3 separate regions of the Zea mays genome follow, and regions 1 and 3 are each linked to region 2. The links are chromatin contacts, called in public Hi-C maps. All regions are on one chromosome and are shown on one strand. Each heading gives the region's core, a stretch centred on a gene start, on an enhancer-like site or on the middle of the called end of the contact. The rest is flanking DNA. Distances are from core to core; before and after follow the strand shown.

What was found. Hi-C and Micro-C count contacts between places; a contact is called where the count stands out from the background.
Region 1: a contact with region 2 is called in a Hi-C map of ear, with 2.7 times the contacts expected there. The contact joins the promoter of LOC109944026 here to the promoter of LOC100193718 in region 2. A contact is called at or near these places in 2 of 25 Hi-C or Micro-C datasets (ear and tassel).
Region 3: a Hi-C map of ear shows a contact between it and region 2, with 1.7 times the contacts expected there. The contact joins the enhancer-like site here to the promoter of LOC100193718 in region 2. A contact is called at or near these places in 2 of 25 Hi-C or Micro-C datasets (ear and tassel).

What each region holds. Positions count from the first base shown.
Region 1 is chr2:137,384,634-137,387,333 of Zm-B73-REFERENCE-NAM-5.0, reverse strand. LOC109944026 reads left to right here and starts at 1,316. Exons shown (of 2, transcript XM_035965343.1): 1 at 1,316-2,564. The coding sequence starts at 1,403. The coding sequence ends at 2,023.
Region 2 is chr2:137,794,935-137,797,634 of Zm-B73-REFERENCE-NAM-5.0, reverse strand. LOC100193718 reads right to left here and starts at 1,259. Exons shown (of 7, transcript NM_001309887.1): 1 at 1,078-1,259; 2 at 1-100. The coding sequence starts at 87.
Region 3 is chr2:137,340,057-137,342,756 of Zm-B73-REFERENCE-NAM-5.0, reverse strand. No RefSeq gene overlaps it. Among protein-coding and RNA genes, the nearest start is that of LOC100279964, 25 kb to the left of the region's middle. Within about 2 kb of position 1,401, at least 15 of the 20 cell types and tissues checked have an H3K27ac peak or open chromatin away from gene starts, as enhancers often do. A contact at or near this core is called in ear and tassel, where this site is marked.

The sequences.
Region 1 (2,700 bases), core at 67-2,566, 410 kb after region 2:
GCGATCTCATAGCTAGTGAGACCCGAAACAAAATCTCTTTCTTTCCTCGCACGTCCTTACCTTAGCGGTTATACCGGAAGGAGTCAGGCCACCGCCATGTCCAAACCGAACAAAACATTCCCCCTCCTTATCCTCTCGGTGCTCCCAGCCTTCATAACCCTGAGGTTTGAACCGTACGAGTTCAGATTGAGTGACTGCCCATACAGTCTCGAGTGGCTGTACTTGTCATGAGTACAGGTAGTGAAGGATGACAAACCGGTTCTTATATGAGGGGACAATCCTTCTACTCACGCCTAAACCAGCTGAGCCATCACCTTAGGCCCTCCCCTAAACCAGAGAGTCCCTGATCATCCCTACTCAAAGGTGATGAGGGTGAAAACCCTTCATCATACACATTTTGAAAAATATTTTCTTTTGAAAACTCACACCTTTTCTCAAATCATTTGTAACAAATATATCAAGGATTGATTGCGGCAAGCGGTTGGGTGACCATAATAACTTGTCTCAAAATCATATCATGCATAAAATAACAGGCTGAGCGTTGTGGTTGTAAAACATAGGTAATTTATGCATCAAAGGGATCCAGTGAGCTTGCTGTGCTTATCCGTCGAAGGGGGAAGGGGAGCTCGTGGAACTGGCTTCTAGCTCCACTGCCTGGCGTAGACTTGCAGATCTGGCCTCCACGAGACAGCACGAACGCTCCGATAACTATGCAACATGAACAAGCAAATATACAAACAAGCAAGTATACCAACAAATATTTAGTATAGTGGTCAGAATAGCGATATATGGATGGGTAGAGTCTTGAGTAGAATCTGTGTCATGTGGTGTTGAGATACTACTAGTGGTGGAGCGGAGGTGCTTATCGTGATGTTCGGAACATAGTTGTTCCGAAAATCGGTGCGTCCGGTGATTACTTAAAATTCATCGCTCGCGCGAATACGAATTTGGAAGCCCGACGCACTCGGATTATTTTACCCCGAACAAATTGGAACTCGACGAAGGAAGTTTTCGGAACAAATTACAAGTGCCGAAATAAGTTTATTTTGGTCTGTCGTTTCTTGTTCTGATCCAAATCTTTGGATATAGGTAACTGGTAAAAATTCATATGCCAGAGTCTTCGCTAAATTCGAAGAAGGAAACATGTATCCGTATTGCGTATCGACCCACTATACATCACTAAAAATCTGGATTCAAAAATATCTGTGATTTTCGGTAAACAAAAGAAAAGAAAATAATTTAAAAAATCAACGGATCCTATCCTATTTCCCAGCCGCTCTCTCTCTCTCCCTTCCCTGATTTTTCAGCCGTCAGCCTTATCCCTCGCCGCGCGCTTGATATTCTCCCACGCGCAGGCTTCTTCCTCCTCTCCAACGCACGGCGCTCCCTCTGTCTTCTTCCCATGGCCGAGCGCGCCTGGATCTTCTCCCTCCCAGGCGTTTGATAGATCGGCCGCTTGTTCCTCTCCGCTGCTCGCCGGTTCCCTTTCCCCAAGCTCCATGGCTGCTACACCTCCCCAGCCGAGCGGCTCTTCCCCACGGCGCTCCCTCCCTGCTTCTCCCTCCCTCTCGCGTCTTCTCCTCGCCGGCGTGCTCCTGCTCCAGCCATGGCGCGCGCCCCTGCTTCCATGGATGCCGCACCCGCTGCTTGCTCCCCTTGCTTCTCCAGTCCGAGCTCCTTCCCCTCGACTTCCCATGGCCGGCTTCGTGCTCACCCAGCCCCTGCTCTGTTTCTTCCACGGCCGAGTCTCTTTTTCCTTTGTCGTCGCCGTTTTCCTGTGCCGCGGCCTCGCCCAGCCGTTCCTCCTCTTTCCTCTTGCTCGGGTTCAGTCCAGTTCGCCCCTGCGCTTGCCATGGTGGCCGTCGCGCCCATGCCGGCTGGAGCTCGCTCGGCTGCGGTCTCGTCCCGGCTCCCTGCTGTGGCTCGCCGCGTCCCTGTGTTTGAATTGGTCGACCTTCACTCTTCTCCCCATGGTCGGACAACCTCGTCGATGCTGCTATTTGGTGGTCGCCTCTTGGCCTGATTTCGTGATTGCATCTGCACTCCTTTGCTTGGTCTGTCGTCGTTCTCCAGCTGTTCAGCGCATTCGTCGGGCCGTGCTTTGTGTCGGAGTTCCCTCCCTGCAGACCTCGTCGTCGCCCATGGTCACAGATCTCATTCTCGCCTCCTGTGCGCGCTGACAGCATTGTCTCCTCTGTGCTCGCTGGCCATCACGGCGTCCCAGTCTATCGCGCCGCGCTCTAGTCGTCGATTCGCGGTCATGTCTGTTTCTCCATCAATCTCCCTCAACGGACCCGCCCTTCACCTTTGGTCGTGCCAGCAGGCACTTGAGTCACCGTCCTCGACGTTTGTTGACGCGCGGGTCGCCTCGGCCTAGGTCCTCGTCTTTCACCAGCAGCTCGTCACGGGACCGGGTGTCGAGCTCCTTTCCCAACAAACGCCGGACCTGCATCTGCGTGCGCCATCAGCCTTAGCTCGTCGGTCACGCTCGCTGGATGTCCGATCAAGGACTTCAACTACAGGTTGTTGTCGTTCGTGCAAACATCAAATCAAATTGTGATGTGGTAAGCTAATTCGTTATTTTTGCTACTGGTTCGATAATTGGATTAAGTAAATTTATTAGGTATGTTAGTTCTCTTGTCAATAGCACACGAGTGTTGTGGTTGTATTTAATGATTGTCAAAATACCTCCTCATATAT
Region 2 (2,700 bases), core at 10-2,509:
ACCTCTGTATATCAGATTACCACTGGGGCCAGAAGTGAACTCTCCGCCGTACTGGCAAATGGCTACCACAATAGCCCCATCCGCCATACTCCTCGAGTCACTGATTTAGTCGGTATAAAGGCACAACAGTTTAGAAAAGCAAAGAGAATTCATTTCTATGCAGCTTCACTATGCATTACACTGCCTCGAATAATATACACTCAGCAAGTAAAATCAGAAGAGCAGCATATGGAAGGCAAGCATGTAGGTTGAACTGCACATGATATTCCAGACAAATCTAGCAGATGGGAAACTAACAGACAAAGCACTCCCCAAAGAAAAAGATGGAACGGAATCCAAGAAGACCTTTATTATGTATGACAAATAGGTCTCCTGGTTCAGTCACACCACTCACGTAATAAAAAAGTTTGGAACTTTGGAGCTGTTAAGTCATCGTCGCACTCAACGTTCAATAGATACAGAAGGTGAACAATGGCTTTTCACAATTGACAACAAATTTATGAATTTGAGCAGTCAAACAGTGCGTGATAATCTAAGCAAGCCTGTGGAACTAACTTGATGAGTCAATTTGCCTACGTCTGCGTCTTGAACTCTTGATGAGCCAATTCGCCTATGTGTCAGGAAGAAAACATGGGGGCGCAGTGCCATTCACTATAAATCGCGGGTCTGCTATGACAACTAACACCAAAAGCAAGGCCGGTACTGAAAAAGGAAGGGGTCGAGTTTGGAAATTTTGTTCAATAATCCCCTACCATTTGCACAAATCACATTAGGAGTGGGTGCGAGACTAAGAAGAACAGGCGCCGCCACTAAATAATCAACGCCGGGGTGCGGGCATGGAATCTCCTAGGAGAGGCGCTGAATTCACTTAGACCCCCAAATTTTAAGGAAAATAAGCAACGCCGGCGCGGTGTGAAATCTGCCAAGCTGACGAAGAACCAAAACGAACTATCGAACTGAGCAGGGACCTGATGGCTTCGATTAAGAACGGAACCAAACCCTGACTTCGCACAGATTATTATTAAGGAACGCGTGCATCGAATCTTGGCAAGCAAGCAAGGGGTTTGGGAGACATACCAGCATAGGAGGAGGAAGAGCCACCAATCGCCGCCCCTGCCCCTACTGTAGCGTACGAGGAGAGGTGGCGGTCGCGGTCGACGCCGGCGGCGGAGGAGGAGGTCGAAGGGGACCGGTTTGTTAGGGCTGCGGGTGGGAGGGGTATTTTTGATATTTTCTGGATTAGATAGAGAAAACTTGGCTGGTTGTTTCTACAAGTTTGCCATCACGTTGCCGTGACCCTGCTTATTCTAAGCAATTTCCTAAGGTTGGACGGGAGGTTTTTCTATTTCCAACCCCCAACGAATCTTTTTACGCAAATGCTATAAGCCTTTACTGCAGTTTCAACGATAGTCCTATGTTAATATTTTTTTAAAAAAAATCCTATACGTTTCTTTAGAATCAACGTACACTTCTATAATCTCTTCTTTACTACTATAATAAAAGAGTTTATATAAAAAATAAGTTTAAATTATGTATAAGTGAGTGTTTAAATCTTAGTTGTTGACTCCACGTTTACTCACCTAATTAATAGAAAACATATATTTTATGCTTTATTAAAACAAAATTTATCCTATATCATATATATATATATAAACCGTAACAATGTATGAGTATATGACTAGTAATATTTGTAGAGAAGAGAAGGGAAGGATGATATTTTGACATGTCTTTATTGCTTATTAGTCCAATAAACTATTGTTCCATGGAAAGACAATAAATGTGACATATCCAAAAATCGATTCTTCGAGAAAACCTATAGGCCCCATTTGTTTTCATTTTGAGGAATTAAATCTTACTAATGCAATAGGCTATTTTTTTAGAATATGACATTCCACCACTTTCCAAAGTTATCATATAAGTCTATCTCAAATTCATGGGGTGAGAGATTGAAATTGATTCTATAGATTTACATACTATTTTTTCGATGTACAACTTATAGTACACTCCTATACCTGCGCCGTTATAAATAAATGTAGTATATAACTATCCCTCTCATATGATTTAGGATAATATACAGATATATTACATATATAAATATATAAACTTAATTAGTTTTGTCTAAATTATAATTATTAAAATGGAATTCAATTCCAACGAAACAAACGGGGCCATAGGGTTTTGTCATTTACTGTTTATTTGGGATTATAATTATTTTAAAATAAACTGGATTATATATTCTAGACAGATTATAGTCTGAAACAAACATGCACTGGAGAGACGAGTTTGGATCTAAATTGTTGGGATCCAAAACCATCAAATAAATAACTAGAGCCCAAGAAGTTGGAGATTGGACATATATGTGTTAGATAATTGTATCTGTCTCTATGTAATGGGTTTTGGTCTAGCTCATCTCTATATAATACTTATGTTCCAATTTATAATTTATTTGACTTTTTTACCTTGAGTTTGATCGACTCGTCTTGTTCAAAAAAATATAATTATTGCTAATTTTGACTGTGATATCGTCTAGCATATATTATATTTGAAATATGGCTTTAAATTTTTCATTTTTCACAAAAAATTAATAAAATGAGCTAGTCAAACTTGACATAAAAAGTTAAACGAATTATAAATCAGGACAGAGGGAGTAAATGTTTGGCTCTAATTGGCCATTCAGCATGTCCACATTGCTTCAAATGT
Region 3 (2,700 bases), core at 152-2,651, 460 kb after region 2:
GCCTCGGGCGAGACGAAGATCCTCCGGGGTCGGCTGCCCTTGTCCGAGGCTAGGCTCGGGCGAGGCGTGATCGAGTCCCTCGAATGGACCGATCCCTGACTTAATCACACCCATCAGGCCTTTGCAGCTTTATGCTGATGGGGGTTACCAGCTGAGAATTAGGAGCCTTGAGGGTACCCCTAATTATGGTCCCCGACAAAACTAGGTTGGCTAATTTTGCTAAATTAGCTAAGTTTAGATAGAACTGAGCTAAATTGTCAATTTTTGCTAGAATTAAGCTAAACTATTTTTTTTATAAAATTGAGCTAAATTATCTAAAGATGTGATTATCTAAGGTTCAAGCATCGTCAGAGAACCCCTTGTAGTGGTGGTGGTAGTTATGCCATCTGGAATACGAGGAAAGTAGTGTTTTATCCCTATCTATTGTAACGTTGTCCATGAATAGAATAGATAAAACATTATTAGTCATGTTAAATGCTAAATGGTAATAGGAGATCATTGAAACTTAATTGAAACAATGTCTGTTGTTGTGCTATATAGTTGGATATACTTGATACGTTGTCGATCATAGAACCAACTATGTTGAACATACTCTTTATGTTGCCTCCTCTACTCATTGTGCAACCTCATCGTTTTTTTTAATCTGAAGCAACTCCTCTTATGATGTGGTTCGATGACTGCTAACTCTAGAGCTCTACAATGAGGATGCTTGCTTTCAAGCCCTCACATGCCTAGAGTCAGTAGGGATGACAAATGGATCGGGTTCAGGTCGGGTGCAGCGTCCGCGGAACCGCTCCCGAAACCCGAAATGTAGGGTTCGCTGCAGGTGAAAATCTGCCCTCGGACCCAAACCAACGGGGACCCGAAACTCGATGAGCACCCGTGGACCCAAAGATTAGTTGGCTAGAAGTTCTTATTAATAGATCAAACTGCGATCAACTACTTAGGGCTTGTTCGGTTAGCTCTCAATCCATGTGGATTGAGTGAGATTGAGTGGGTTTAAATCCGAAGCAAACCAAATTTCTTTATATTTTTTTCTAATCTCGTTCAATCCACACATAACGGGATTAACCGAACAAGGACTTACCAGGTAGCTCCCACGCATCGAAGTTGTAAAGGTTGACCACGATGGCGACGGGGAGTGGCACGGATGCAGCCTTCTTCTTGAGGTAGTGGACGACCAACTCCTCGTCCGTGGCATGGAACCGGAAGCCCGGTGGGAGCTCCGGCGCCAAAGTCGGCTGCTTCTGCGGTGGCACCTCACCGTCTCACGTTCGGAGTACGTACTAACGTACACATATAAACGTACTAGCGTACGCACATGGAAAGCGTAGCAGTACCTTGTGCTACCCCACAGCCGTAGTACTTCCATGCATGCAGCCCCACAGGCCACAGCCATACCTGCATGTTGTAGCACCACATGCATCTCGTGTTGTGCGCCTATCACCTGCGTGCTCTGCGCCTTTGCTGCACAGGCTGGCAGGCTGCTGGCTGCACGGCACCCATGCCTCTGTCCATGCCGACAGGCTGCTAGCGCCTGGCTGCCATGCCTCTGTCCTGGAGAGGAGCGCATGACCGCATGTCAGTCCCGCTGACGATACATAATTTCGGGTCCCCGCGACCCCGCATGAAAAACCGTGGGTGGAGTTTAAAATATGACCCGAACCCGATATTTCTCAGGGCCCCAAGCGAAAATGTAAACCCGTCCCGCCCCAGTGGGTACAAAACCCGCGGGACCCGCCTTGAACCCACCTGCCATCCAGTTAGTCATCTCATTAAACATAAAGGATGTTGCCTTTTAAGTACTCATTAAACATTTAGTACCTACAAGACAAAAAATGGTGAACATCAATTTCTTAATTACATTACAGATTTTGAGAAAGTATATTATCACACTATATGTAGCTCTTTGACCTTCATTGGTGTATGCACAACAGAAGGATCAACGGGTAGCACTTGCTAATTGCACTCCTCTTTAAATCGATTGACCATTTTTTGAACATATTTCATCTAAAGTACAAATAAACCAAGCAAGCTAATAAAAAATTTTATACAATGACCAAAAAGTATAGACAACTTACCCGACAATCTATGTGCATGACTGACTACCCAATCATGTGTTCGCATTGTGACAATCTATGTGCCGTCAGAGAATTATGACAAGCTGGAAGTGGCAGAAGTGCCTCGATATATAATACATATGATGTGTTTTTTGTAACTTTCACATAGTATACAAATAATGCTATAGAACATTCACATTGGATAAATGACATGTTCCATGGTTATCTTTGAGTATTCATATAGTACCCATGAGCTGTTCTGTCACCGATCATCGTGAGCACAGTGATATCCGAGGTTAAAGGTGGACGTGGTGCATGTTTCTACCGATGTAGTGTTTTTATTGTCTTTATTGTGCATTTCATTTTATTTTTGTATCATTTAAAATTTATTCTTTCTCATTTTTATTTTATTTTGCTCTTTTCCTTCTTGCTTTTATTGTTCTATTTTTTCTGTTTTGTATTTATCTGGCTTACATCACGTACCAAAATATTTGGCTTTACTTAACGATGGGAAAAATTTATGCATTTATGATGTGTCTTCTGCATTTATGTACATAACATCATATAATAGGACTTTGGAGAGAATTCAATATATACCACTCTTAAATAAGTGGATCTAAGCAATACCACGGCTAAGAAT